5 separate regions of the Mus musculus genome follow, and all the other regions are linked to region 1. A link is a contact called in public HiCAR-type and promoter capture Hi-C data. All regions are on one chromosome and are shown on one strand. The core of a region is the stretch at or near the end of the contact, and the rest is flanking DNA. Distances in the headings are between cores, read along the strand shown.

What was found. Promoter capture Hi-C pulls out the DNA fragments that hold promoters and counts their contacts. HiCAR-type assays count read pairs that join an accessible place to other places.
Region 2: a contact with region 1 is called in a promoter capture Hi-C map of embryonic stem cells, with 4 times the contacts expected there. The contact joins the enhancer-like site here to the promoter of Lpl in region 1. A contact is called at or near these places in 14 of 39 promoter capture datasets (the 3T3-L1 cell line, 3T3-L1-derived adipocytes, the HPC-7 cell line and 8 more), 2 of 15 datasets of contacts at CTCF or cohesin (the NIH/3T3 cell line and stem cell-derived epiblast-like cells), 2 of 484 Hi-C or Micro-C datasets (the G1E-ER4 cell line and cortical neurons) and 1 of 115 datasets of contacts at active chromatin or transcription factors (large pre-B cells).
Region 3: a HiCAR-type map of astrocytes shows a contact between it and region 1, with 3 times the contacts expected there. The contact joins the promoter of Psd3 here to the promoter of Lpl in region 1. A contact is called at or near these places in 14 of 39 promoter capture datasets (the 3T3-L1 cell line, 3T3-L1-derived adipocytes, the HPC-7 cell line and 9 more), 3 of 15 datasets of contacts at CTCF or cohesin (the NIH/3T3 cell line and stem cell-derived epiblast-like cells) and 2 of 115 datasets of contacts at active chromatin or transcription factors (astrocytes and forebrain).
Region 4: a contact with region 1 is called in a promoter capture Hi-C map of pre-B cells, with 4 times the contacts expected there. The contact joins the promoter of 1700125H03Rik here to the promoter of Lpl in region 1. A contact is called at or near these places in 9 of 39 promoter capture datasets (the 3T3-L1 cell line, 3T3-L1-derived adipocytes, embryonic stem cells and 4 more) and 1 of 484 Hi-C or Micro-C datasets (palatal mesenchyme).
Region 5: a promoter capture Hi-C map of 3T3-L1-derived adipocytes shows a contact between it and region 1, with 4 times the contacts expected there. The contact joins the enhancer-like site here to the promoter of Lpl in region 1. A contact is called at or near these places in 7 of 39 promoter capture datasets (the 3T3-L1 cell line, 3T3-L1-derived adipocytes, embryonic stem cells and 3 more).

The regions. Positions count from the first base shown.
Region 1 is chr8:68,876,078-68,881,844 of GRCm38.p6, reverse strand. Lpl (lipoprotein lipase) reads right to left here and starts at 1,290. Exons shown (of 10, transcript NM_008509.2): 1 at 1,005-1,290. The coding sequence starts at 1,092.
Region 2 is chr8:67,993,782-67,999,193 of GRCm38.p6, reverse strand. All of the region lies in intron 4 of Gm15991 (a long non-coding RNA gene), which reads right to left. It also overlaps a transcript of Psd3 not described here. Among named protein-coding and RNA genes, the nearest start is that of Psd3, 22 kb to the right of the region's middle. Within about 2 kb of position 1,938, at least 52 of the 459 cell types and tissues checked have an H3K27ac peak or open chromatin away from gene starts, as enhancers often do. A contact at or near this core is called in liver, where this site is marked.
Region 3 is chr8:67,971,465-67,976,945 of GRCm38.p6, reverse strand. It overlaps Psd3 (pleckstrin and Sec7 domain containing 3), which reads left to right and starts at 2,372. Exons shown (of 16, transcript NM_177698.4): 1 at 2,372-2,813. The coding sequence starts at 2,783. It overlaps Gm15991 (a long non-coding RNA gene), which reads right to left. Exons shown (of 7, transcript XR_003947558.1): 3 at 4,163-4,372.
Region 4 is chr8:68,365,275-68,370,663 of GRCm38.p6, reverse strand. It overlaps 1700125H03Rik (RIKEN cDNA 1700125H03 gene), which reads right to left and starts at 2,205. Exons shown (of 4, transcript NR_038181.1): 1 at 2,130-2,205; 2 at 1,319-1,427. The region is part of intron 8 of Csgalnact1 (chondroitin sulfate N-acetylgalactosaminyltransferase 1); the gene reads left to right.
Region 5 is chr8:68,088,719-68,094,312 of GRCm38.p6, reverse strand. It overlaps a transcript of Psd3 not described here. Among named protein-coding and RNA genes, the nearest start is that of Psd3, 120 kb to the right of the region's middle. Within about 2 kb of position 1,417, at least 26 of the 459 cell types and tissues checked have an H3K27ac peak or open chromatin away from gene starts, as enhancers often do. A contact at or near this core is called in 3T3-L1-derived adipocytes and liver, where this site is marked.

The DNA of each region.
Region 1 (5,767 bases), core at 41-2,540:
AGCTCAATCAAGGTTCAAGTTACAAGGCTTCTCAATTGTGGGCAGGTCTCGACTTCAAGGCCATAAAGCAACTTGCTACTGACCCTAGTCTTCTCTAGGCAGAGAGCAGGCAGAGCCGTGGAGGTGGCCGCTTTTTTTTTTTTTTTCACCTAGTGTTGAAAGCGATCTCCCTTAGGCTCTAGAGAATCCCATGTGCTCTCAGCTAGCTGAGCGCCTCCCTTAGGGCGAGCCTCTCCTGGGACAGCAAGGAAAGGACACAGAGCTGAACTGGCAACCTCCAAGCCACAGGCTCCAGTCGGCTGGTGGCTGAACCTCGTTTTCTGGAGGGTAGGTTCATTTCTGGGCTTTCTTGAGTACTGAGCTAAGCCGAGCACAGGAACGCTTGCAGGACGCCAGCTTCCAGGACTCTGCGCCACGCGTTCCCGGGCGCCACCGCGCACTCCCACTTTCACTGTAGCTCACAACCCCCCGCCGAGAGCGACAGCGCCCTGTACAGTTGGAATGCACACAACGCGTCCTCCCACCTGCACCCTCGATTCACTCTTCCCGCTTCTAGAGGGGTCTGACCCGCAGTCCCAGCAAAGTTAGGGTCACTTTGGCCCGCGTGCCTTGCATTCAGCACCCCTATTCCCTATAGGGAGGTCACCACCGGTCACTACAGCTTTGCTCGGCCTCTGCGTCTCCCCATCCTAGGCTCCACACCCCACGCCCCAGCCGTTCCCTGCGATGGCAGTCGGCGGGAGAGAGCAGGAGACCGAGTGGGAACTCAGGAGAAAGGAAAAAAAAGCGGGAACCCAGAGTCGCCGTAGCGTGATGGGAGGCAGAGTCTCTCCCTTCTCCTCCTGGATTCCATTCCAGCCACCCTTCCCGGGAATTTACTGCGCCTGGGAGTCCCAGTGCATGCACGTACTTCCAACTTTCTCCCTCCCATCTTCAGATGGAGAAAAAGTGGTCCTGTCCGGGTCTGCAGGTGGGGGTAGGGGGAGTTGGCGCGAAAAACGTACCGTCTGCTGCGGCCACCCCTCCTCGGAAGGCGGTCAAACTCTGGAGCCAAACTCCCAGGACCACCAGGAGCAGGGCTTTGCTCTCCATCTCCCGGTGCACCCTTCTGCTTTGCTGCTGGAACTACGCGGCGTGGGGCAGTCAGGAGCGGGTTGAGCAGGAGGCGCAAGAGGACTGGAGCGCGGTGGAGCGCCGTAGGGCAAGTCAACCTTTAAAGGGGAGGGCAGAACAGTTACAAGGGGCAGAATTCCTCGGAGGAGGAGTAGGAGGAGAAATCGAGAGTCTGACACTGTTTCCACTGCACAGCTGTTTAAGTGACTGGAAATATGCAAATAAGACTCATCACCTATTGGCTATAAAATCATAAGTTGGGGGGAGGACTCTAAATGCACTTCCAAATATTTGAGCAAACGGTAACGAGGCTCAACGGTGCCAGCGAGAAGAAGGGGAAAGGGCAGGAAGGAAAGCTTGCTTGTTGTTTAGACTCCAGTTTGCCTACCGGGAGGAATCTGGTCCCTAGGGACCCCTATAGAGGCAGAGAGGAGGGGTTTACACTGATTTATGTTGAGTAGTCTACGATCCGTTTTCTAAGGGGAAGAAGTTTTGCTCTTAAACAGCGTGTACCTAACACTTTCACACTCACACACATACAACCTTTTGATAAATCTTTGTTAAACTTGAGAGATCCTTTCAAACGCACACCCTCCCCCACCCACCCACAGGTCCCCACGCGCCAAAGGGACCTTAGGACACATATTGCTCAGCGCATGGTGCCTGCACGGTCTGCTTTGTATCTTGGCAATATGGGTCTCCTTCTGTAGTAGAAGAAAAGACCCACTTGCTTTAACTAGTTTCTAATTTTTGCCTTATGTAAATTGTACTCGATCCTTTAATTCAGCAAGAAACTCAAGAATAACATCTATTTTCAGAGGCAGAAAGTCATGGTCAAACATTTTAAGCTATCCTGGATTTTCAGTGGGAGAGGCCATGCCAAATGACCATTCCAAACCTACAAAGACAGTCCATAGATTAGTGATGTTCCAGGGCGAGGGGATATGGGGTGCTAGGAGTGTGGGGGCAGGGTGAGGAGCATGATAGAAATATTCCAAATTCCATTATGCTTATCATTGTTCAGCTATGTTGATGCGTTGATATTAAATTGTACTTTGCAAGGGTGAATACTGAGCTTTTGCAAAGTGGACTAGCACATGTTTGTAGAAAAGCAAGAAAAATAAAAGCACATCATATACTGTGCTCATCTGCAAGTATCTTTTTAAATGAAAAGGGTGCTGATTAGCTAGAAAAAAAAACCAATAAACATTAAATTCCCCACCTTAATGCTGAGAAACCACCTCAAAAAATTAGTTCTCTTTACTGATCTCAATATTTTTAGGATGGTTCCCTCTCTCTCTACACACACACACACACACCCTTGGAGGTTAAGGGGATCAAAAACTATATACTTTAATATAAGCCCGCTTTTTAAATTTCTCACAACTATCAGATAAAAGCCAAACATGCTGTTGTGTAGATGAATTCCAGCCAGATGTCTCGCCATCTCATCTTGCACTGCAATCGCTAAGCAATGCATCATCCACGTTCATTACTGGCTCCAACGCATGTGGTGGATCTTGAAAGTTGGCAAGAGCGAAACCCCACTGAACAACTTTGGAAATGGCAGAGATACTCCAGGGCACATAACTAGAATATGGCCAACCTCTGAAAGAAGTATATAGGAAGCTCTAATTTTAAAACATGGCAGTGGCATAAAAGACATAAAAACAGAAGTGTAGAAATGCTTTGTGTTTTATCTAGAATAGCCACACAGCCGAATTTCAAGCTTAAAAGTCATTTGATCAGACTCCAAACCGACCTGCACTGCTACCTGGAACTTTCAGAGAACTTCAAGATTTTATGAGATTAATAAAGGGGCAAAGGGGCATCTAACACAATGCATTTTAAAAATGCCTCTCCAGTTAACTGATCACAGAAAGCACTCAAGAGTCCAGAGATAAATACTTATCTATGGTTTGTTGAAGCTGCTTCTATAATATGTGAACCTGACTTATACTGGCCTATATTGTCACTTTGCATGACCAGTACGGTGCACAGATTTCCAAGAAGAACTAACACGGAATTCAGACACGCTGGCCTCTCTCCAGGGGACAAGTGGTGGGCAGGTAGGTGTGGCAGCCACACTTGTTCATGATTGGTTGTGCTGGCCTTAGTCAGGTGCCCCAGTTCTCCCCGCAGACGCTCACATGAGCTCCAGGTCAGGCTCCTGTGAGCTTCTGACAAGTCTGATGCCCAGACTTCCACAAGGTTATTTGGCCATGCATAGCTTGAGGCTTGGCTTTTTCTGAAATTGACTTTTTCTTTGTAATAGACAAAAAAAAAAAAAAAAAAAAGGTTATGTTTGAACAATCTGAGCATTTTCAAATGTTAAAAAAAAAAGTACCCTTAGGGTAGGGCACTTTGGTATCTGCTATAGTTAAAATCGATTTAAGTACAAAACCAAATATGTATCGCTTACGAAACACTCACTTTCCTACTTTCCTGATGTTAAGTGATAGGTCACTTCTCCACCACTGAAATGAGCCAGTTCAAGCCAGATTAGATTGTGCTCAAGGAAGATTTATTGGGAAGTTGCTCTTAGGTGAGTTCACAGGCCCAAAGGATTGAGGCCAGGGGAGTCGCCATGGAGAGGTGGAGGAGGGGAGGTGAAAGAGAAAAAGGGGAGACGGAAAGAGGGAGAGAGAGAGGGAGAAAGGGAAGGAGAGAGAGATAAAGGGAGAGGGGCACACAATATGTCTGGATTATATAGGGAAGAGCCTCTGGGGGAAGGGCAGCCTAGTCCCTGGACTGGAATGTTCAGGGGTGGGGGCAGGGTATGTCAAGTAGAGACTGAGGGATGCTGGGAGAACCTGGAGGCCAGGTCTGTTTTGATATGTAAAATATGCACCTTAGTACCTTGTGGGAAGTGTGTGTGTGTGTGTGTGTGTGTGTGTGTGTGTGTGTGTGTGTGTGTGGAGGGGGGGGGGGTGTTCCAAAACCAAAGAGTAAGGAAATTCTGTCTGTCCTTCTGCCTGTCCGTCATAGGTTTGATTGACTGCTTGCCATTTGCCCATTGAGCAATCTTCATCCTCTCATGCATTTAGTGATTTTAGCTGTAACAGAGCTGAAAAATTCTCCCATATTACAGATGGGAAAAGACAAAATTCCCCAAAGATTAAATACCCCAAAATCACCAAGTGTACCTCTTCTATTTTGGTGGTTTCAGGAGAAAAAGGTAATGTGTTAATTTGTAATATTTTAATTGCAAACTAAAAGGGAAGCAGACCTTTTTTGTAGACGCAGATTGTGGTTCAAATGCTATTCTATGTTTTCTTGATAAAACTAAAATATAATGAAACGTCTAAGTAAGGTTGAAAGAGCATTGTGCAAGGATGGAGCTGATAACTAGAAAATGCACTGAATATGAGAACAACGTGCCTAACACAAATCTAAAAATACAATCTCATAAATGTACAAATATTTTTGGGCTGGAAAGATGACTTTGTGGTGGCTGAGAGGGTTAGGGTTAGTTGGCTTGGCCTTCTGAGAGCCTGTGCTTGACTCCTGGAGCCCACAGAGTGGCCTGCACCATCCGAAACTGGACTTTCAGGGGATCTGATGCCCTCTTCTGGCCTCCAACAGAACCCAGAATATGGCGAACTTGCATACATGCAGGCAAAACCCTAAACACATTTTAAAATAAAATGTCTTAGGTCCATTTTAAATACATCTAAATAAGAAAAAAAAAAAAAAGGTCAAGATGAAGGGCTTTTCTGCCATTACCTACCCACATCCTAGGATTGAACTGCAGTACTGAGGAACAAAGGGACAAAGTGGAGAATGACAACTAAGGATCTGCCAGTGAGAATGGGGCTCTTATTTGAGTAGCCAATAGATAGGCTTTGGCCTGTGGCTCCCTTCCTAACCAGCTGCTATGTTGTAGAATCCCAAATAATGTAACTCAGACAGAAGACGGTTTTGGGCAAAGCTGAGTGTTGTGACTGAAAGATATCAAAGGTACAAATGAATAGTGTATGCAGCCAGTTTCCTACAACTCCCCCCCCCCCCGCCCCGCCCCACGCACTATGGTTGTGCTTGCTTGGAGAGTGCCAAGTTCGGAGTGTGAGATTGCTTCAGGCTGTGATGTGATGGTGCAAAATGATCTGGAAGCATCTTAAGGATTTTGGTTTTTTGTGAGTTATAGTCACACAATCTCCACTTCCTAAAACAATAAACAGCCAACAATGAAAGCAAATATGTAGACATAAACACACTGATATGTAAGGAAGGATACCCACCCAATTTTGTATGAATATGGTTAAGAGAAATAAAAGTCAATTTTTAAAAAAGAACAAAACTTCCCCCAAAGCCATTGTGTTGCACTGTTAACCAAGACTGTGTGGTAGAGAAAGGGGACAGACAATTCCAGATAGAGAGGATGCAGCCTCTCCCATGAGACAGCTCATAAGAACTAAAAGGGATATTCCACCAGTGGTGACACTGCTGCTAGCCCATGTTCATTTATAAGCAGATTTCTTCCCTTTTCTAAAAATAAATAAACAAAAATAAAAAATTAAGTCTACATAGGAAGCCTAGTTAATAACATGGATACGTGAAACCACAAAAGCTTTCTACTGGGATGTCACAATTAAGAGATAACATTAGACCCTTGGGCAAAACCCAAGCTTGGCGCCCCCTGCTGACTTTATGG
Region 2 (5,412 bases), core at 689-3,188, 880 kb after region 1:
CAGGCATGACGCAGGAGGAGCTGAGAGTTCTATATTTCCATCTGAAGGCTGCTAGTGGAAGGCTGACTTCCAGGCAGCTAGGATGAGGGGTCTTATAGCCCACACCCACAGTGACACACCTACTCCAACAGGGCCACACCTTCTAATAGTGCCACTCCCTGGGCTGAGCATATATAAACCATCACATTATGTAAACAGTGTATAATACTCTCTGTCAATAGCGAATAGAGCTATTGGCAAGAATGTGCATCTGCTGGGCTTCTTACCCACAGCTGTGTGAAATATTTAAAAAGCAGTTAAGTGAGACACCCTTTGTACCACCTGGTCATTCTATTCCTCGATATTTACTAAAGAGAAATTCAGGTTTATACCCACTTTTTCAGGAAGTTTGTGACCTGCCCTTTTGTTTTGCTGTTTGGGAAACCAAGCACACTTAGAGTTCATGCTTTTTAAAAGTAACAACAGAAGACTGAAATGAATGATAGGTAATGGTAGATGACTGTGTGGTACTTTCCAAAACTTGTCATTTCTGCCTTAACAGTAATTGTCTTTGATTCAGTATATAGTATATGCTGCAGTCTCTTCCTTAGTCCTTTGAGATTTGTCCTTGAAAACTACAAAACAAAGCACTTGAAAAGGGAGAATCATACATAAGTCACTGGGCCAGAGGCATGCTTTGAGTTTTTTCTTTCTTCTTTTTCAGATCATTATTGTTAAGTCATGTGAGAACGTGAATGAAACTTTAAACTGTAGAGCCAAAGGATAAAGTGGAAAGGGCAAGAGAAATGTGTAATTTTACAATCTTAAGACTGTACTAGCTCAAGTCTAATGTTTTATAATTCTTTTGAATCATATAGTTTAAAGTGTAGTGCTATAAATATAAATACATATAGAAGTAATAGAATTTTAGAAATATTTTAGAAAAATTATATTGATAAATTGAAGATCTGTTTTCTACTAAGTCTTGTTAAAGGATTAAATGATATTTTTAATGTTCTTGGTCCATCACCTTATTTCTCTTGATGTCAACATTTAACATTTATGGTAATTGTACCCAAATTGGTAATTCTCCTAGGGCTATAGAGTTGAGTTCATGGTATGGAGTATCTAAACTTAAAGAAGTATATAGTGGTTCCTGTTAATGTGATGTCCTCTAAAGAATGGACTGTATTCGGATTATTCCTTCAGCATGGTACATTGGGGGCTGAGACAGAACATGAGAAACAACAGACCTTGAGTAGACAGAAGAGAATGAGAGGAAGTTCCCCGTGTTGGACAGAGGATTCAGAGTCAGAGGAAAGCTGGACTCCATCATCAGGTCCAGGAAAGGGTGATCTTGCTCCGATGAGAATAATTCAGGTGCCCCACAGCAGCAGCACAAGAATCGAGCATGGAGTTTTTGCGAAACTCGACACTGGGCATGGAAATTTTGAGTAGAAAAGTTGTGCATTACCTAGAAGCTAGTGGCTTGACATACCAGTTTTCCCAGAGTTCTGAGGGTAGGGCAAAATTGATTTCTTGTGGAATTGAAGCCCAAGTAGGGATAGGGCACTACTGTTAGTTTGTGCAATGTCTAGGAAATGACATAAGGAAATGTCACAAAGTGCTGTAGAATTTAATGCAAAAAATTTCTTTTTTTTTTTGCAGTGAATGACAGATAAAGCTCTACATTAACAAATAAATCCCTAAAATGACAAGCTCACAATTAGTATCATTTACATAAAGCAAGGAACCTCTATGGGGAAGGATAGTCAGCATTTATAATGCAGATATCAAGACCTAAAGAGTGAGAGCAACTGAATATTCTGAAACTCCAGAATGGTTTTCTGTAAACATAAACTGGGGTCAACCACGTGATGCAGCAGGAACCTATGGGGAAGATGTGCACATGGCCAGGAAACAATCTGCGAGCGTCTGTGAGCTCAGTTACAGATGGTGAACTGGAACTGAAACAGTGGGTGGGGTACTGGTATTCTAGTTAGCTTGGTTGTTCAGTACTGAAACAGTGGGTGGGGTACTAGTATTCTAGTTAGTGTGGTTGTTCAGTCCACACATTTGCTGAGAGAAGCTCCGTGAGGGATGGTCTAGGTCTGGGCGTGCCTGTGAGGGATTCTTCTATGAATCAACTGAGGTGGAAAGACGGCTCATCCTGAATGTGGGCTGCCCTAGGTAGGGTTGGACTTTGATCCGCATGAACAGAAAAAGGAAGCTGAGCAGGAAACATGCTTGCACAGTTTCTGTGTTCTCTTGCATGTGGACATAACCAGCTGCTTCCAGTGCCTGCCTTGGCTCTCCTGCAGTCATGCACTATAATCTGGAATTAACTGAAAGGCAGGCTGGTTTTTGTCAGTGTGTGTGTGTGTGTGTTTTTTTTTTCCTCACAGCAAGAGCAATGGAACTGAGGCAGGTTTGTGTTTGGTTTCTCAACTAGAGCCTGATTTTACTTCATGATCTACCTACCGTTGCCCCTGCCTACCAAGTGCTACCACAGGGAAGTGAGAGAGAGAGAGAGAGAGAGAGAGAGAGAGAGAGAGAGAGAGAGAAGAGAAGAGACAGAGAGAGACACACACAGACAGAAACACAGAGACAGAGACAGAGACACAGAGATAGAGAGACACAGAGAGAGACAGAGAGAGACAGAGACACAGAGGCAGAGACACAGAGAGAGACACAGAGAGACAGAGAGACAGAGACACAGAGAGAGAGCACATCCTGAATCCCAAGCAGTCACCTCTCATATCATGTCTATTTTCTTGTTCCAGATAGGAGTGTTGTGTTCATTTGCTCAGTGTTCAATTAACTGAAGAGTGCATTGGTACAGATCTCTGTGGTAGTTTTTTGTTGTCTATTTCTGTATTTATTTATTGACCAGATTTTTTTTTATAAGGGTCAGGGAGCAAATTTTATTATACACCCTAGGATTGCCTCTAACTTACTGTTCTCCTGCCTCATCTTCCTGAGTTTTGGGATTCCAGGCATGTTCTACCATATGTAATAGGATAGTTTTATACCTTAACTAAATGAAAGTCTCCATTTATCGAACTGCCTAGCAGAAAGATTGTTCTGGTTATATATATATATAGTTTTTGTTTGTTTGTTTGTTTTTGTTTTTGTTTTGTTTTTTGAGACAGGGTTTCTCTGTATAGCTCTGGCTGTCCTGGAACTCACTTTGTAGACCAGGCTGGCCTCGAACTCAGAAATCCGCCTGCCTCTGCCTCCCGAGTGCTGGGATTAAAGGCGTGTGCCACCACCGCCCAGCTCTGGTTTATATTCTTATTGCCAAATTTGATTAGGAAAATGGGCTGATTCACTTTTAGTCTGCTAGATATAGATACTTATTTTCTATTTTAAAATAGTATATATGTTATCTTAAGTATAATGTGAATTTTAGGCTTTTAGGTCTAAAACAATGTGTATGTATGTGTAAGAAATATTGTCTTGAGTAAATTATACAGGGCAAAAGAAATTGGGAGGGTCAGCTCTTCTCCTCACCATCTTCCAGGGCTCCACTGCTAACACAGCTCTTTAGCCATGATCTTGCACATGCTGCGAGTACTTTCTCTACACCTTCAGCCAAGGTTCATCCCTTCTTCATTTGGTTTTTCTTCTTGCATGTAGGTTTGCTATTATAAACATTGCTGGCAGTTGCCTCATAGTTACTGCTTACAAATTCCCTATGTAAAATGAAAAAGTTGGCTTATTATAGTCTATCTAAAGCAAATTTATATGATGAGTGTGTGTGTGTGTGTGTGTGTGTGTGTGTGTGTGTATGTATGTGTGTTCTCTTGCTTGCATCTTAGGTATTATTATGTAAAACTTTCTTCTCAAGGTAACTGAGTGGTTGGCTCATGACATTGTCATGGAAATGAGGATATGAGGATATCTTGGCTTCTTCTCCAGCGCTCCGACAGGAGCCTCTGGAATCTGTCTTTACTCTTTCCAGACTTTTGGTGTTTATATTCTATATTTTAATAATAGCAAAGGCTTTTGAACTTTTAATTCAGGCTGACTCTAAATAGATGAATGTGGCTGTTGCACTTAAGAGTTGCCAGACCGAAGTGTCTGTAGCTGCTGCACCTGAGGCAGAAGAGATGTAGAGCCTATGTGTGCGACCTCTGCTGGCCACGAAGGTAGGCTGCACACGAGCACTGCATTTTCTTAGACTGATTGATCGTCACGTTTCCTTTTTCGTTAATTAATTAATTTATTTATTTATCTAAATATATCCTTACTATGTTATTTGTAGGAGGAATCTATTTTCCTCTGGAAGGTGTGCTTCTTATCCTAACCTTCCGATAATTGAATTGTGTTAAATTTTTTCTAGGTCATTACACAACTGTTGTCTGTAGACTTAGACTTAATTCTGCTTAGGTGTAGTGCTTGGATCGCTGTCTCATTCTTGGATATGTGTGTGTCTATGTGTCTCTATATATGTGTGTGTCTGTGTGTGTTTCTCTGTGTGTGCGTAAGCGAGTGTGAGTGCTTCATTACTTTGCCCCTGGAACTGAAGTCTTAGTTTACCCATTTCCTTTGGACTTCTATGCCATTAGTGATGTTTTGCATCCTTTAATGCGCCTGCTACCTTTCTGTTTGCTGTCGTTGGAGAAATGTTCATGCATATCCATTTTTCATTGTTTTTAAGCATGGTTTATCAGTCTTTCACCGTTGAGTTATAAGAGCTCCTTATGTGTTCTGTACACAGGTCCCTTGTCAGATATGTGACTTGAAGGTTGTTCCTTTCTTGATAATATCAAAAAGTTTAACCATGCCATAATAAAGTCAAGTTTCCTGTTTATTCTTTTGGTGTAATATCTATTTGCCTACTCCAAGGTTAAATATATTTATGCCAGTGTTTTCTTTCAGCTTTTAAGTTCTCTTATTTGTTGGTCTGTGATACACTTTGAGTTAAATAAAGAACAGAAATGTTTTATGGTTGTTATTGGTGGTGGTGGCGGTGGTGTCTGTGTGATTGTGGGTGTAAACCACAGGACAACATGCAGGGAAGTAGATTTTCTTCCTTTACCGTTGGGGTCCCAGAGATTAAATTCAGGTCATCTTACTGGCAGCCAAGAGCCTTAACACACTGAGATATCCATTTTTTTTCCCAAGACAGGGTTTCTCTGTGTAGCCCTGGCTGTCCTGGAACTCACTTTGTAGACCAGGCTGGCCTCAAACTCAGAAATCCGCCTGTCTCTGCCTCCCAAGTGCTAGGATTAAAGGCATGCTCCACCACGCCCGGCTGCCAGTCCATTTTTGAAGAGTAATGTTTTAGTTTGTCATATAAAGATGTTCAGCTAGGTAATCTTGATAACAGAGAAAACATGCCAGAATATTACTGATTGAGTGAATACTACTCTATATACACAAAACAAAAAGTAAAGGAGAAATATAACAAGAACAACAGCAAACAAA
Region 3 (5,481 bases), core at 1,123-3,622, 910 kb after region 1:
CATTAGTAAATTCAAAAGTACCTGTAAACCTGCTAGAGCAGACATCTGAGGTGTAGAACAAGGTTAGACTCTGATAGTAGAACCAGGAGAGGAAACGAGGCAAGTGCAGACGAGCTGTGCTCTGTTGACTTTATAAAGTCAAATGCAGTAGCAGTCGTACAAGAAGGACCTAAAGTTCTCAGAGCTACATTTTCATCTGTTCTGTAGTTGCTTCAGAAAAGATGGATCCTGGGAGATTTCTAACAGAAGGAAGGTACTGGGACGTAACCAGTGACTGAAACTGAGGCGAAAGAACTCAAGAGGTTTTTCTCTTTATTACAGAAGTTACTAGGGTTGTGAGAGTCTTCGTGGGGTATAGGGTTCTTATTTTGTCTCCCCAGCTGTTTGGAATGCTTACCATTCAGGCTGTTTCATTCCTGACTCCTCTTCTGCAGCCCATGCTTAAGAAAGCAGAGAGCCAAGGGTGTCTGTCCTATGCTTTCCATCGTAAGGACTCTCGGAAGGCTGCCATCAATATTAGATTGCATCTTTTGGAAACCCGTGATTTGTGGATTGGTTAACATGTGGATGAAGCCAACAGAAATTGTCCTCTCTTCCTTTCTACTCATCCCTCTGCCCAATCCTAGCAGCTTTGCTTAGAGTTTTGGAAAAAGAAGAACCGGGCAGCTTAGTTTAAAATAAGCTGGTGGCATATGCCTATAAACTCAGCATTCAGAAGACTGAGGCAGGAAGATCAGCAGTTATGGCCATCCTGGGGTATTTGAGACCCTGTCTCTACACCAAGCAATGGTAGTTGTTGATAATAAGAGTTACAATAATTACTTTTGAGCTTTTATCATTATTTACTATCTGAGTGGTTTATTTGTATTTGTAGTTTATTTAATCCTTAGTGTAACCCTATTATTATTTGTGTGGTTTTGAATGAAGAAGCTGACTAGAAACGTTAAATAACCTTAAAGTGACACAATTGGAAGGTAACGGAGTCTAGATTACAAGTCCGGATCCTGTGCCTTCACCACAGCGTTTACTAATCAAGAAGCTAAACATCCACAGCTTGGAGGTTAATAAACTAAAGCTGGGAGATTTTAAGCCTTTCCCCAAGTAAGACAAGCTGCCAGCTGTCAAGCTGGACTTCTCAGCTTCATTTCTGTCACCAAGTCTGCTGTCCCTAGATACACCATCTGATCTTTGTCCCCTGCGTATGAATTGGTCTTCTTGAGAGATGGGCCTACTTGGTTTGTTGTAGTTTCAAACCCTGAACATTTCTTTCAGAATTCTTTCTTGGCATGCAGACTTGTGGGAAGTGTAGCTTGGTGGTACAGAGGCTGAGCTTTCGAGCCGTAGTGTCTGAGTTTGAGTCCCTTCCAGTGGTGCCTCTTTTACTCATCTGATCTGACAAGACTCACACCTCTTTTGTATTTTAGTAGTCTCATCAATAAAATGGGTTCATAATAGTAGCTATTGTAGAGACTTCTGGGGGATAGAAGGATTCACAAAATGAAACTTCTTAGTGCAGTGTCTAGCATATTACTACACATTTTCTAACCTAATTATATTATTTATAAAAGTGGCCATTCATTTTTTATAAATTAAAATAAAATTTATAAATTAATATTTTTTATAAATTAAAGTGAGCACATTTTCTGGCTCTTGGTTGCTGGTTACTGAGTGTATGAAATAGGAAAGTTTTTTGAAGTGTCTGTGTTTCTCATGCTGATTGCAATATTAATGATACTGAAGATGAGTTACTTACTTTTTATTTTTTCCAGTGTTGGGGAATCAAACTCAGGGTTAGGTAGGCGCTGTAGCACAAATGGACACTCTCCACCCAAGATTTATTTTTAATATTTATATCAAGTCCAAGAGTCAGTGTTATGTTACTAACTATGTATTAATTTTATATTATTATTTACAAAAGGAGTGCTTTTACTGAGATTGCTTGAAAAGTATTGCATGCATCCAAAGTACTGTAGGTGATGTGAAAGTTTATCCCATTGCTTTTAAAACTGGATCACAACATCTTTGAATCTTTTCATGGGACGTTTCCAATTACTATCAATTACTGTGAAATATTAATTTGTCACAGGAACAGTAATGTAATCATTAGTAAAATGACTGTGTGGCAGCAGCACTTACAAGTGAGATAAAGACTGTCAGCTCTGGATTGACATGGAAGCAGCTTTTGGGCAGTGTTTTTGCATTTGCCTCTTCCGTCGGAACAGCGTGAGAATTAAATGCTTTTAAAGGGAACCGGCCCATCTCGGTTCATGTGTGTCATTCCAGCATCAGAGAAAATGCTGCATAATACTAGGATGACAGCCCCACCTCTGATGTCACCCAGGATGGTACGATCCTCTCAGAGCCTCTGCCGGCTTCCTGCTGCTGCACTGGGGGAATGGTTACATTAAAGCTAACTCCCGACATCTCAGTTATCTCCTTGGAAGTAGTTTTGACAATTATAGAAAAGCCCCACAGTGGCTGTCTTCGGTAAGCTACCAAGGTAGAGAGCGACCGAGGCTGAGCACAGCAGGAGAGCGGGCTGCTCTGCCTTTGTGAGGGGCTGAGGCGGCAGTTCCTGGGCTCGGCTCAGCTCTGGTTCCAAGTGCTCAAAGTGCTTCCATTTACATCACCGTGTGCAGTGCAGGGCAAGAGGGGCCTCCAGGAAATTTGAAACTAATTTGCTTCCAGTTGACTAGAACAGCACATTTTGCATTAGCTTGCTTCTTTTCTCGTTAACTTTTCTCAAGCGTTAAACTGATGAACTGGGCATTTTCTATGATCAATGGGTAACTGCTGGAGCTACAGTAATCTCTGTGAGTAACCTCTATTTGTAGGTCTATGCAGGCAAATATATATTATCTATCTCTTGTGCAATGCTGCTGTGACATTTTCCGTCTGTATTATTGACTGCTTGTGTTGTCTTTCGGCCATCCCAGTAGGAGACTTCTGGGGGCTAGCCCAAGTTCTGCTGAATCCTGCCATAGAAAAGAGCAGACTGCATTCATTCTGGGGCATCCCTGCCAAGCACTCTTTAATTGCCCAGAAAACGGAAAGATGCAACGGGGGCCTCTGAACGCCTTTGCCCAGTACCTCACTTGGCTTTAGCTTTTAATATTTGTTTTAGTGTCTGATGCTGAATGTTCTAATTTTTAAAAAAAAATGTAAGTGGAGAGTAGAGTATCATGCTTACCTATAATTTTACTTCCTTTCATTCCCCGTCCCCAAGCAGGTTTCCCAGGAACAGGGCATTCTATCATCCTATAGAAACAAGCACCCTTTCTGTGCTGCATGATTTAGGCAGAAAGAAGGAAACAGGCTATTCCTTAGTTTAGTGTTGGATGGGATGGGGAGGAGTTTCTCTTAAAGAACCCAAGCTGCTTTTGTCCGAAGCACAGCCAGGAACTGAAGTAGCCTGGAGGGGGTGGGGGTGACTTCAGGATATTCTCATTGGAGTTGACGCTGAAGTCATCACAGCCTTTCCAGGAAGTTTATAGCAACTGTCTTCTTATTTCTCAGTGTGTCTTTCCTATCTGTCAAAAACATTTTATAGTATTTTAAGATTTATTTCTCTCTCTAGAGAAACCAAGTTTCAACGTTCTGTTGACCGGTCAATGTTGATGTGCTTGGAATTGTTCGTGTCAGTCTGCAGGACGAAACCTGACTTTAGACTCTGATGGGAGTGCCAGTGTGGATCAGCTGAGGCTTAGCCCCAGCTCAGTGAGGCTGCTTCTCTAACCTCACCCTGCCTTGCCCACAGCTGTCGTTGGCTATCACGGCCAATCACTCTAGCTGCTTGGCAATTGGCACTCACAGTTTTAAAAGAACTATACAGTGTTTTGAACATCACTTTAAATTTCTTCACTGTTAAATGATTTAACAAAAATGTGCAAGAAAAATTTATTCTAATATTACCACATGTGTGTTAACCTTAGCAAAAGATGGCTGCTCAAATGATATTGTGGAGCTGCAAAGGGTTCAGTGTGAACCATTATTCTCTTTAAAAAAACCTTAATATAAACTAGAGTCAGTGTAGAGGAAACTTAAAAGTGGATATTAGAGGTGTGGATGTGTAAACAGGAGGAAGTGTAGAAAGTGGACAGAATGGATAAAATAGAGGAGAGAGAAGAGGTAAGGCTAAAGGAAGACATCTGCAGGGACTTACAATTATGAGAAGTAGTTGCTCTCAGATGGGCTCCTGCTGCAAGCTTTCTTCTCTCTGTGCTGTTGCAGAGACTTTGCTCTACAATTAATGGCTTGCTTCTTATCCCATCCTCTGACCTGAACGCTGTTCGTGTGCTGCTCTGTAGTTTTTAAAGCTTCCGCCGACATTGACAGACATGGTAAACTACTGTCGCTCCTGTAGGGAGAGGGGCTGAATGAGAACAATTGGGTTCAGAATCATTAGCCTGTGGGATTTAGACTGTGGTAAGCACAGCTGTAACTGTTAATCACCAGGGGGAGAATGTCCAGTTAATGGAACCTTCTGCATTTGTATGCACATGCTAAAAGCTTGGATAATGCTTGGCAGGTCTTTCCGGCCTTTGAAGCACATAAAACCTTGAATATGCATGCATTTAGAGAGCTAGCAGACTCCAGAAAATAGTGAGCATCATTCAGTATATATCATAGTCTTCTCCCAAATGTGACTTTTATCAGGGTGGAGAGTGCGTCCCAAAGTTTAAAGAAGTACATTACTCGCTTGGCAGGTCTGCATTATTTACACTCACTTTCTGATATTTTTATCATACCAAATACATCTTCTATTGTCTAGTAAGTGGATTAGATTATCCCCTGCTTTGTTTTAATGAGCCCCTTTCCATTGCTTTGAGAATGTAAGCTCTGCTCTGTTTCTGGCGAGGTTATTGGTCACTGTTTTTCATAGTTCAGAATTATAGTTACTTATAGACAAAACTCAGTTGAGGTCTTTAATTCTGCAAGGGTTAATTTTTCTATTTGTAAATGAGGCGTCTTTGCCACGGCTGTTCATTAGTAAAGTTACAGGCTGAGTGGTCAGAATCGGCACTCCATTTCCATCCTTGCTTCAGCACAAGTCAGAGTGGGTTGCCTTTCGATGGTTTCTGTGAAACTCCCACTGTTGAAGTAATTCAAGAAGGTGTAGTTTTCCTTACACATTACTACAGTTTGAAACCTCACATGTGAGAAGGAGGGGCAGAAGTTTACGGTGGTTTATAAAGGGTTGAGAACGTGATGATTCGCGTTAGTCTCGGAAAACAGATTATAAATTCTTAGTGCAGGCTCACTGAGTGTGCCCATGAGTATTTTCTATTAACAAGGAATGTAGCCAAGAACCTGAATGGGAAATTATGGAAAATTTACTGGTTTTTATATACTGAAAAACCTTAGTTTTCCTCAACTTCTATCTTTTAGACTCCCATTTAATTTATTTAAGGACAACTAGATGGTAATATTCATATTTTTAGGGGAGGGTCAAGATCACAGTTGCAATTCTTGATAAGTGTA
Region 4 (5,389 bases), core at 956-3,455, 510 kb after region 1:
GGCAGTCCAGGCAGAAATAACTCAGATCCCCACGGCCACAGCTAGCAGCCCTGAGTCAACCTACATTTTGACATTTATTTCTGAAGGCATCATTGAGTTCTCCCCCAGTTCATAAAGCTGCTGATTTGGAGGTCAGTGTTTAAAATTATCTAGTTCGGTGAAATGCAATTTGAAGACTTCCCATTCCCCAGAGAAATGTGTGATTATGTCCTTCATTAAACAAGTCATTTTCTAAAATTTTATTTGTACTTATGTGTGTAAGTTCAGAAGGGTAAAAGATCTCTTGAAGCTGGAGTTATATCTGATGCAGGTCCTTGGAACAAAACTCAGGTCCTCTGGAGGAGCAGCAAAACCTCTTCACGAGTGAGCCACCTCTACAGTCCCAAGAGAAACTGTATCACTTGCTGCCTATAAAGGTCTGGTTCATACCCTAATGCAGGAGTCAGAAGAACTGTTATTGTTTCACATACTCAGACCTGATTGATGAGAAATCTCTCAACCATCCTTTATGGAGGCAGAACGACTGGTCCATGGTGCATAGGCAGAGGATAGGGAGATGGCTCAGGGGATGAAGTGCTTGCTGTGAAAGATGAGGACCTGTATTCAGGTCCCCACCCCACCTCAGACAGGTGAGTGCCACATGCCTGAAGCTCTGACACTGGGGATCTGATAGGGACAGGAAGATCCCAACAGATGTGAGGCAGTCACTAGCTAGACAGGCTATCTCAAATTGCCGGCTCTAGGTTCTTTGGAGAATGTGTGAAAAAAAAATCAGGTCAAGAGTGATAAAAGAAGATACCCAAAGTTAACTTCTGACCTCTACACAAGCATGGATGAACACCCACAGGCAACTGTACAAGCACAGATAGACACCAGCATACACACACACACACACACACACACACACACACACACACACGTCCCCAAAACTAAGATGGAAAGGTCTTTGAGTGACAGAGCTCAGCGCCCACCATTATATCCTTCCTCTTGAGCAGGGGACTAGAGCTGCTGAGCACCCCCTAGAGATCTGATGCATAAAAGAAATGGCCTAAGGAGAATTCTAGGGGCAAACATCAAACTACAGAAATTAGTATACCAGAGACAGAATGTGTAGGTAGCAAGACACCATAAAATAAAAAGTAATGGCTGGAGGTGGATAAATTAGGAGAGATTTCCTCCTGAGGTTGCATTTTGACTCAGTCTAGAAAGAGACTGTGGATATTCGCAAATCCTTGATAGCCTCCCCTGGAACACATCAGTACCTCGGATGAGACAGGCAATGAATGTTCAGAATGGGGCTGTAATAAAAGTTACTTACCTATGCAAACAAGAGAGAACCTTTCCCAACAGCCCGCAAACAAAACCTCCTGCTCAATGTTGCAGTTAAGAGTTTTCACCGTTATCAGCCCTGTCATTTTCTGTTTTGCCTGCAGATGAAAGCAAGGATTTTTGTGTGTGTACAGATGACTTTCTTTTTAAACTTCTGCATACGAGTCGTTAGTAATAAGTGACACTGTGGGATTTCATACTAATATTTAATGTTTTGAATTTTAAGCCATGAGATGAAACTTGCTGGTGCTTTAATGCAGAAACATCGTGCTCAGTAAGGGATGACTGTCATTTAAATGAGTGTTCTCTTTAAACATTCCACCTTGCCGGCTCTGCCTGTCAGCTCTGGCTTAGGTCCCCACAGAAGCCTCCTACTTCTTCTATCTTTAGATTCCGACCCTCCCCACACTCCGGTCTGTCCTTACCCTTTCCTTGCCAGAGGCTGGTTTTGAATAAACAAGCTAACTCCACTTCTCTTTTAAAAAAGCATTTATGGCATAAAGCCAGTGGCATGCTAGCAAATGTTTGGCAACCCACTCTTGGAAAGAAGGGGGGGAAATGCCCTGGTGATGGTATTTGCCAATTTCCACGGTGTAAATAATCCCACTGTAGCCTTTTTTTTTCCCGGCTAACCAATGTGTTACCACAGGGCATACAGCTGTGAAGAGATGTGTACAAATCTGGGGAGCCAGCATGGGCTGGCTCAAGCACAGGGCTGCAGACTCTGATTTCTTGTTGGGACTAATTGTCTTCTATCAACCCCACCACCTGGCAGATGGCACCAACTCCAGAATACTCACGTTAGCCTGCTGTTGTGTAGCACACCTGCTCGTGGTCTCTGAATGCTGTCCTTGTTCCCCCAGGTCACTACCTTCCGGGGTTTAGACTCTCTGCCTGCTGTGCAGTAGCCCCTCCCACTTAAGCCTCTGTCTTTGTGACTCTGTTCAGTGATTATGGGCTGTGCTGCTCCTTTGTCCTCCTCATCCCCCCTGTGAATACACCTGCACCTCTTTACCTCCCAAAATAGTTTGTGTGTGAACCCAGAGGTGGGTATCAAGTGTCTTCATTGATTATTGTCCCCCCCTAATTTCATTGGTTTGCAGTTCATACATGTATTAATGTTTTAAGTCATATTTTTCCTCTTGTCATCCTCTCTTATGCGGTTCCTATTCTTTATTAGGCCCTGCTTCTTCCTCCCACCTTATGCTTCTCTCTGTCTGTCTGTCTGTCTGACTGACTGTCTCTGTCTCTCTCTGTGTCTCTGTTTCTCTTTCTCCCTCTGTCTCTCCCTTCCTCCTCCTTTCTTTCCTTCCTCCCTCCTTTCCTCTCTGTGTCCTCCTCTCCCTCCTTCTTTTTTCTTTTTCTCTTCCTTCTCCTCTTTCTTCTCCTCCTCCTCCTCTTTCTCCACCCTCTCTTGCTGAATATTTAGCTCACTGATCTAACTAGCCTGGGCAGACAGTGAGCAGTAGGTTTAGGCACACATGTCACTATACCTAGCTTTATATATGAGTTCCAGGGGTCCAAACTTAAGACTTTGTATTTGTGGAGCAGTCACTTTATCAAGAAGCCAGTTCTCAGCTCCTTAGTTAGTTGAGATTTTTTTTAGGGGGTGGGGGTAAATTATTGACTATATTAAGCACTGACCTATGCTTCAGTTTTTAGCATAGCCCACTGAGCATGGTATATGCAGTGTACCCTTGCAGACTGGTTTTGTTTACTCAGAAAGCCTACACTTACTAAATAGCAACAGTAATGTTACCAGATGCCATCTGAGAATCTCTCACTGTGACCATGTAATCTTCCATAATTCTCAACATGGGCAAGTGACATCAGCATCTCAATTCACACATCCGCGAGTCTGAGCTCAGAGGGTATAAATCCACCGTGTCTCAGACTCTTGCAGCTGCTGCATGGGAGAGGGAGAGATCTAGGTGCTACACCGTGAGGCTAAGCTTGACTGAGAATGATGCGCTGAAGGAAATGTATTCTTTGGCTTCAGTGTGCTTCGAGGAGGACCATGAGTCTAGACCCCAGACAGGAGAAACCTGGAGAATCCATGTCCAGCCTGAAACCCTTAGAAAACAAAACCATCCTTTATCCAGAAACCAATGAAATAAGGCTCTGTGAAGATCTGGGAGGAGATGAGATTTGAGTCTACTATTAAATTAATTCTGGAGACTCTATGGCTCCAGAAATACATTATTTCTTAAAAAATTACACAAAACTACTCAACAGAATCCCAGCCCCTAGCTCTGCTATGACAGATTGAATGAACTCAAGGAAATCGTTCTGCCTGAGTTTAAAGAGGTCTCAAGAAGAGGACACACAGCCTTTGCTTCCGGAACCCTCTGCAGTGCGCTCACTGGCCCTTCAGTTTCCAGATAATAAAGAGTGCACAATGCATGGTGCTACCTAGAAATTGCTACAATTCAAGGACTTTCATATTCATGTGCAGGACGTGAAATATCAGTAAAACATCTCAGAACAAACCCAAAATGCGAACCCTTGTTCCAAAATGTTCAGAATTTAAAGACAGCTACACCAAGCCCAGCACCCTGTGTAAGCTTCTGGGACATGTGCCTGTAAGCATGCCCAGCTCCCAGCAATTTCTAGGATGTAGGAGGCTGGTCAGATCTAGCTTTGGTTCTTGGAACATGCTCTTCGATTTAGATAGAATACTCTGCCTGAAGTCTTTTTTTAACCTACTTGATTTCAAGATCCAGATCGTTTCATAGGCTTCTGTCCAACCTAACACTATTAAATCAGACAGGCGACTGCCTGTGCTCCAGGCTACCTGTGCAGGTGTAGGGCAACCGTGTTCCCACAGCTCTAGAGGGAGTTGCTCATTAGTGTTTTGTGCTTTGATCATAATAAGAAATAATTACCCCTGTCACATGACTTGCCCACAAAGCTGTGATTCTGGAAACTTGATGGGGAAGACCCAACCTGAAATACATCCCTTTTATGGTATAATTGGGCCCACAGTCTTTTGTGAACTTCTGTGGGGTAGGAAGCTGCTGGAGAAAGAGTGGACAGGAGGCTAGCTACAAAGGACATCCTTAAAGTGACAGTGGCTCCTGTAGATTGACCAATGAAATTCAGAGCAAGAGAAAAAGATGGGAAACTTGTAAGTCATTCCAGTAGTAGGAACATTGGAGTATATATTTTGACTGTTGGGCAGATAGGTAGAATTCTTTACGCCTGAGTCAATGTGTTTTAAGTCAGACTTTATGCCTTAGGTCTCAAGAAGGTGAGGACACTTTTGTCTATTGGTCTAGATCTGTCCAGTCTTAACAATTGTCACCAGTGGACCAGCTATGCTTTTGATGAGATACTTGCTATCAAGTGTCTCTCACTAGAAGCCATTTTTATTTCCACTTGAAGCCAGGAGTCATGGTTACCTTAGAAGTGCTCCTTCTCCTTTCACTGAAGAAGTATTTATTAATTGCACAGCTGTGTGGCCAGTAGTGTTCTAGGTGCTGGAGACACAGGGGACTAAGTTCCTTACTGCTATTCTCTAAGGGTGGTAGGTGAAGGCAACAAACTGAGAAACAAATATATCCATGAGCTCATTTCACATTTCAGAGAACTGCTCATATTACAGAGATGTTAAGCCAGGGTCGCAGTATAGAGAGAAAATGGGTACTAGCAATTGTATTGGCATTGGCCCAGAGAGTCAGGGTGACCGCTCTGAGCAATGGTGAGCAAGGGACAGGTGACCAAGCAGAGCCTGTAGGGATATCTTGGATGCCTGTGAGCCTGGGGAGTTGGGGAGTTTGGGGAGTTTGGGGAGTTTGGGGGAGTCAAGAAACAAGACTGTGTAGAACAGCAATTCTCAACTTGTAGGTTGTCAACCTTTTGGAGTTGAGAAACATTTTCACAGGGTCACCTAAAGCCATCAGAAAGCACAGATATTTACATGATGATTCACAACAGTAGTAAAATTGCAGTTGTGAAGTAGCAATAAAAATAATCTTATGATTGGGAGTCAATACAACATGAAGAACTGTATTAAAGGGTTGAAAAATTAGGAAGGTTGAGAACCACTGATGTAGAGGGT
Region 5 (5,594 bases), core at 168-2,667, 790 kb after region 1:
GACAAATATTTAGCAGAGTTGGAGGAGAAACCAGGACAGTAAGAAGGCTAGGATAATGGTGGCTTGAAATAGTAGCTGTTGATGTAGCATGAGGTACTACAGTCTAGCCATGTACTGGGTGATAACTTCGCCACAGCAGTTATTTAGTCCAGTACATTGCTATGTGTTCATAATCAGGCTGCTGTAAACTAAATGCACTTACTGTACTGATTAAATGTTTATCACATACCATTAACATGGTACCTAATACTTGATAATGATAGATTATTGCTATCACCTTGCCAGTGTACTGTTATTACTTTAAATAGTATTCCTTGCACTTATACAGAAAACTTTATTATAAAATATTTTATCATATAATACTAGCAACAACCTCATATAACTTGTGATTGTATCAAGAGGCCATGTCAAGTGACACATCTATAATAGTCTCACAATGGAGGAATCACCTAGTAACGCATTTCTCAGAATGTATCCCCATGGCTGAGCAATGCATGACTATATTATAACAACTGGTAGAGACCAGCTGACTGAATATCAGTGCTTATATGTGAGAGGTTGGAGAAAAGAAACCATTAAAATAGTCACTCCATTAGGAGGAAGGGTTTTATTGTGAATAAGAGAGAGAGAAAATATCTAGAGTTATCTGACATTTCCAAAGAGACAGTATCTCAAAAGAGAAAGAGAAACAGACTGGACATGCATATGCCTATTTGAGAGAAAAATGATGGGAAAAATATGTAGATTATAAGGAGGATGAGTAGCTATGGAGAGAGAGGCCTGTGAGGTTGAGCAGCCTGGGAGTTTTGGTGCAGAAGCAGCAGAAGGGCCAGGGCAATTCCATGGGGCGTTTGAAATGTATGATAGGCACTTGTGAGTGGAGACTGAGGGATATGCTAGTAGGCACACATGTCCATGGAAACCCATATATGTCCTTTCTACCAGAGGCAAGAGAAAAAGCTCCTTTCAGGGTGAGGTAAAAACCTATTTTACACACTTCTGAGGAATGCTGTTTTTTGTTTTTGTTTTTTTGTTTTTTCGAGACAGGGTTTTTCTGTGTAGCCTGGAACTCACTCTGTAGACCAGGCTGGCCTCGAACTCAGAAATCCGCCTGCCTCTGTCTCCCAAGTGCTGGGATTAAAGTCGTGTACCACCACGCCCGGCTGGAATGCTGTTTTTAATCTAACCACTAGAAATTCTTCTGTAGTCTAGTTTGAGTACATTTCTGGATACGTGCACTACCTGAGACCCAATAATCCTGAGTCCTGTATGAGAAACAGAATGTTACCAGAGTCACTGCAGTGTTTGTTTGCTTGCCTGTGTGTTTGTTTTTGAAAGATGAGTTGTATCTAGTGCTGTTCAGATGGGACAGTGTGGAGACTGTGAAAAAGCTGGCCGTGGTTCATAGTAGAGAAATGAAGCAGTAGGTCGAAGGGTGTTTAAAGGAAGTGAAACAAGTCTGTCACACTTCCCATGCCAGTAGGAACAGAGGTGAGCGTTGGAGCTGCAGAGTCCAGAGACGATCCAAGAGACAGTTTTATAAGGGAGTAAGATCAGGCAGCAGTGGGAGGTCTTCAGAACACTCTAGAGAAAAGGGTTCCGAGGCAGGCGGGCCCTCCATACCAGGATGAAATGTCCCAGCCATCTGGGATATCCTATTTTCCTATGTACAAGCCAAGGTCATGGCCAAGGCACATTTAGCTTCTACTTAATCTTGTTGTGCAGAGCTTTGTCCAGTTAATCCCTTGATTTTGTTTGTTTGTTTGTTTGTTTTAGCTTTTATTTTTATCTTTGTTCAATTATTTTGAAGCCAAGTAATTAAGGAAGAGGATAATAAGGATTATTCAGGCATATTTTGACCACAGGGATTATCAGCGTCTATTTAGCATCAGAATATAGAAACCAGACACGGCCAGAATCAGCAAGTGAAGGAGATAGTCTGATAATGAGAAAGTGGTACAAACACAAAATATACTCTGGAACCTGAATGAGGTGCTCACTGCCTGCTGAGTCTGGAAAACAAATTTAGACATAACTTGGTTTACCCCTACGTTTCTCCATTCTCATTACACTGCCCATATGGAATTTTTTTTTAAATGACATCGTAAATTGAATAGATTTAATAGATATCCATAGAATAATCTATCCAAACACTAAAGAACATGCCTATGTGTCAGTAGACCAGGGGACTTTCTCCTAAATAGATTACATATGAGAACACAAAACAAGGCTCAATATAGAAAAATTGAAATCATATCATGCATTCAATCTAACCACCAAGAAATAAAGATGGTATCAATAACAATAGAGATGACAGAGGGTACAAAAACTTATCAAAGCTGAACAACACACTACAGAATCAAAACTGGGTGAAGGAACAAATCAAGAAAGAAAATTTTAAATCCCCATATGGAATTTTCTATTCTTTACCTTGTAATTATGTGACAGGCCAAATTTGTGACTTCTCTCCCACTAAGGGACACAGTTTCTAGAAACATTCTAGATTGACTCCAGATATTTGGGTGTCCAGATTCAGGCTGACTCAGTGGATATAGAAGATGTAAAAGACATAGAAGAGTGGGGATCATTTGGAAAGATGGGACACAACGGATTCTCTAGAGACTGTGACAGGTTGCCTTTGGAGTTCCTGAGTTTTATGTGTTTATATTGAGTCGTTGTTTTTCAACTACCTATGGTTGAATAAACGATATAAGGGAAGGGAGTTATCCTAAGACATTGTTGAAAATGATTCCTTTTAAATGAGGCTAACTACTCAACAAATAGCAACAAAGGGCACAGCCATCAAAGACCTCAAACCAAAATGTACAGGTTTTCAAGATAATGAGGATGACATTACAGAACAATGTATTCTTAATATGGCGTGTAGTAACATGGTTACAAGCAGATAACTTGGAGGCTGTGTTTTCCTACAGATCAGCACAGCTAAATGCTGAATTACCCTGAGTCCTGTGTGGGCCTTTGTTTGGTAGACCAGTTTTCTAGTTAATCTGAGTGTAATTTGAATACAGGAAAAGGAAGCACTGTGAAGATTAAATCTCTGTGGCCACAGGTCACAGAATGAGGTCTGGATTCCATTGCCTCTGGGATTTCAAAGTCCTGGTCTAAGTTTTGTAACTTGGCATTGTCAGTGCCCTTTCTACACTTGCCCTTTCTACACCTTGTGAACTTTTCTCATAACTTGTGACTGAAAAACATAGATTAATCTTTTTAACCCCAGGCCAGTGACATCAGTAAGTGGAAAAGCCTTCAGGGCGTGTAGGCAGTAGATGGGTCTCGCTACAGATGTGCAGCTCTTCAGTCAGAGAAGTCTAAGCTATTCCTCAGTTATTTATCACGCTTTGAGTCTTAGTAGATTAACATATCAAAAAAGCTATGACCTCTTCATGCAAATCAAGTAAAGTAGAGAACAATCAATCTAGAGGCACATGGAGAAGCGTTTTACTACCTCTGTCAAGAAATAACAGTTATCTGCTTCACTCACGCCCAGCAGAGCTAGACATAGTGCAGTCTCTACTTACAGGTACAAACAACATAAACATGAAAGAAGAGGAGATGCTGTATGCCAGAGTTTCTACTACAAAATTTTTCTGATATATAGCTATATATAACCTATACATTATATATGTTATATGTTATATATGTATTATTATATATGTTATAGTAATATAACATCTAAAACTATATTATATATATGGGCAAGTCCAGAATTACGGGTTTCTATAACAGGACCAAACGTGATGATGTCATTAAGGGTCAAAGTCATTGGTATGATTCTATTTGAGAATTGTTTTGTCCCATTCTGTAAAATAAATTAATTATTAAAAGTAAGCTTACCAATACTAAAAATCCCCTGAGCTATCCTTCATAGATATGAAAGTGAAGATTTCTTATTAAATGTTAACATACACAGGGTAGGGGAGATGCAGGGAGCAAAATGGAGACAATTTGCTCAAAGACATTAGATCCATGGCAAGATGTTTTCAGAGCTCTGTGAGTGTCATTTCTCCACTTTCTTCCTTCCTGTTCCCTTTGTCTTCTTTTCTTTAACACCTATTATTCAACCACAAATTATCAAACACCAAGGAGACAATCAGTAACAAAGTAGCCTTTATCCTTGAATTGGGTAGCAGACAAGCCCCTAATTCTCCGTGGCTTAGCATAAAAGGTTGCTTGAAAATTCCTGTACAGTACAAAATGGTTATTTTCAAGAAGTGGGAGGATGCTATCTCTGTGACTCAACGACCAGGGTTCCTCACTCATGTGGCTCAAGAGTTGAGCATGTAGCTTCCAAAGTGCTTATCTATGAGAATCAGCAGAGGGAAAAGTTCTTGGAGCCTTTCACGGATGGGATTTCCATAGTCCTGGCCTTCAGCATTGTGTATCGTTCTCATAGTCAAACCTGGGCTAAGATCAGAGTAGCAGAGAGTTAATGGGCCAGAGAGAAGCAAACCAATGGAGTCTTCTTCTGGTTGAGATGATCAGAAATCAAGTTTTGTTTATTCAGTTGTTCAACAAATAATATTGAGAGACCTTTCTTCCAGCAGTGGCCCATGAATTAAGATACTGTGATAGACAAAACAAACTCCTATCTTTATAGAATAAATGATTAGGCTTAAAATGCCTTTAGTATGTTAATGGTACCAATCAACTTTCAGGTCTGTGCCCTTAAGAAAATATCACATTTGCATATACTTCTATAGAATTTTTAATATAGTGTTTATAAAACAGGTAATTGGAAAGAATGTTCATCAATAGAAAAGGATGAGAAGATATGTACTTATTCATAAATAATATTTTGCAGATTAACTGAAAAAACATGAACCACATCTTTCAAAATGAATAAATATCATAGGCAGATAAGTGTGTGTGCACGCACCACACACACCCCCACCCCACCCCCACAGACACACACACTTATCTGCATAGAAAAAAATACATGTATGTTCAGATATTTTCTCCCAGGAGAAAGCAATAGTGAAATGGGTGAGAGAAGATATAAAGAATGTTAATCTAATTTCTCAGAGAATTTTTTTAAGATTTATTTATTTATTTATTATATGTAAGTACATTGTAGCTGTCTTCAGACACTCCAGAAGAGGGCATCAGATTACGTTAAGGATGGTTGTGAGCCACCATGTGGTTGCTGGGATTTGAACTCAGGACCTTCGGAAGAGCTGTCAACGCTCTTAACCACTGAGCCATCTCGCCAGCCCTTCTCAGAGAATTTTGAAGTAAGACTTGATTAGATAAAATTAGATGTAAGTGTACAGGAGTTGAATGCATCATACTCTATTTTGTTTATCACATTTGACGTGTTTTTTTGTCCTTTATCTTAAGGCAGAGTGGATCTTTGGTCCAAGGTGCTGCTTAGGAGAACAGTATCCTCAGAGGTTATATTTTCTCTGGGTTGTGCTGTGGGTAGTTTTGGTTTTATAACAAATCTCTATCTTCTCATTTTATCTCTTTGTTTTATAACACAACCAGCCTTGAAATCACTGCCCCAGTATATTTTCCCATAGAATCGTATGCCTTTATATTTTTGTTTTACAAGAGAAAAAAGAACTTGGATGAGT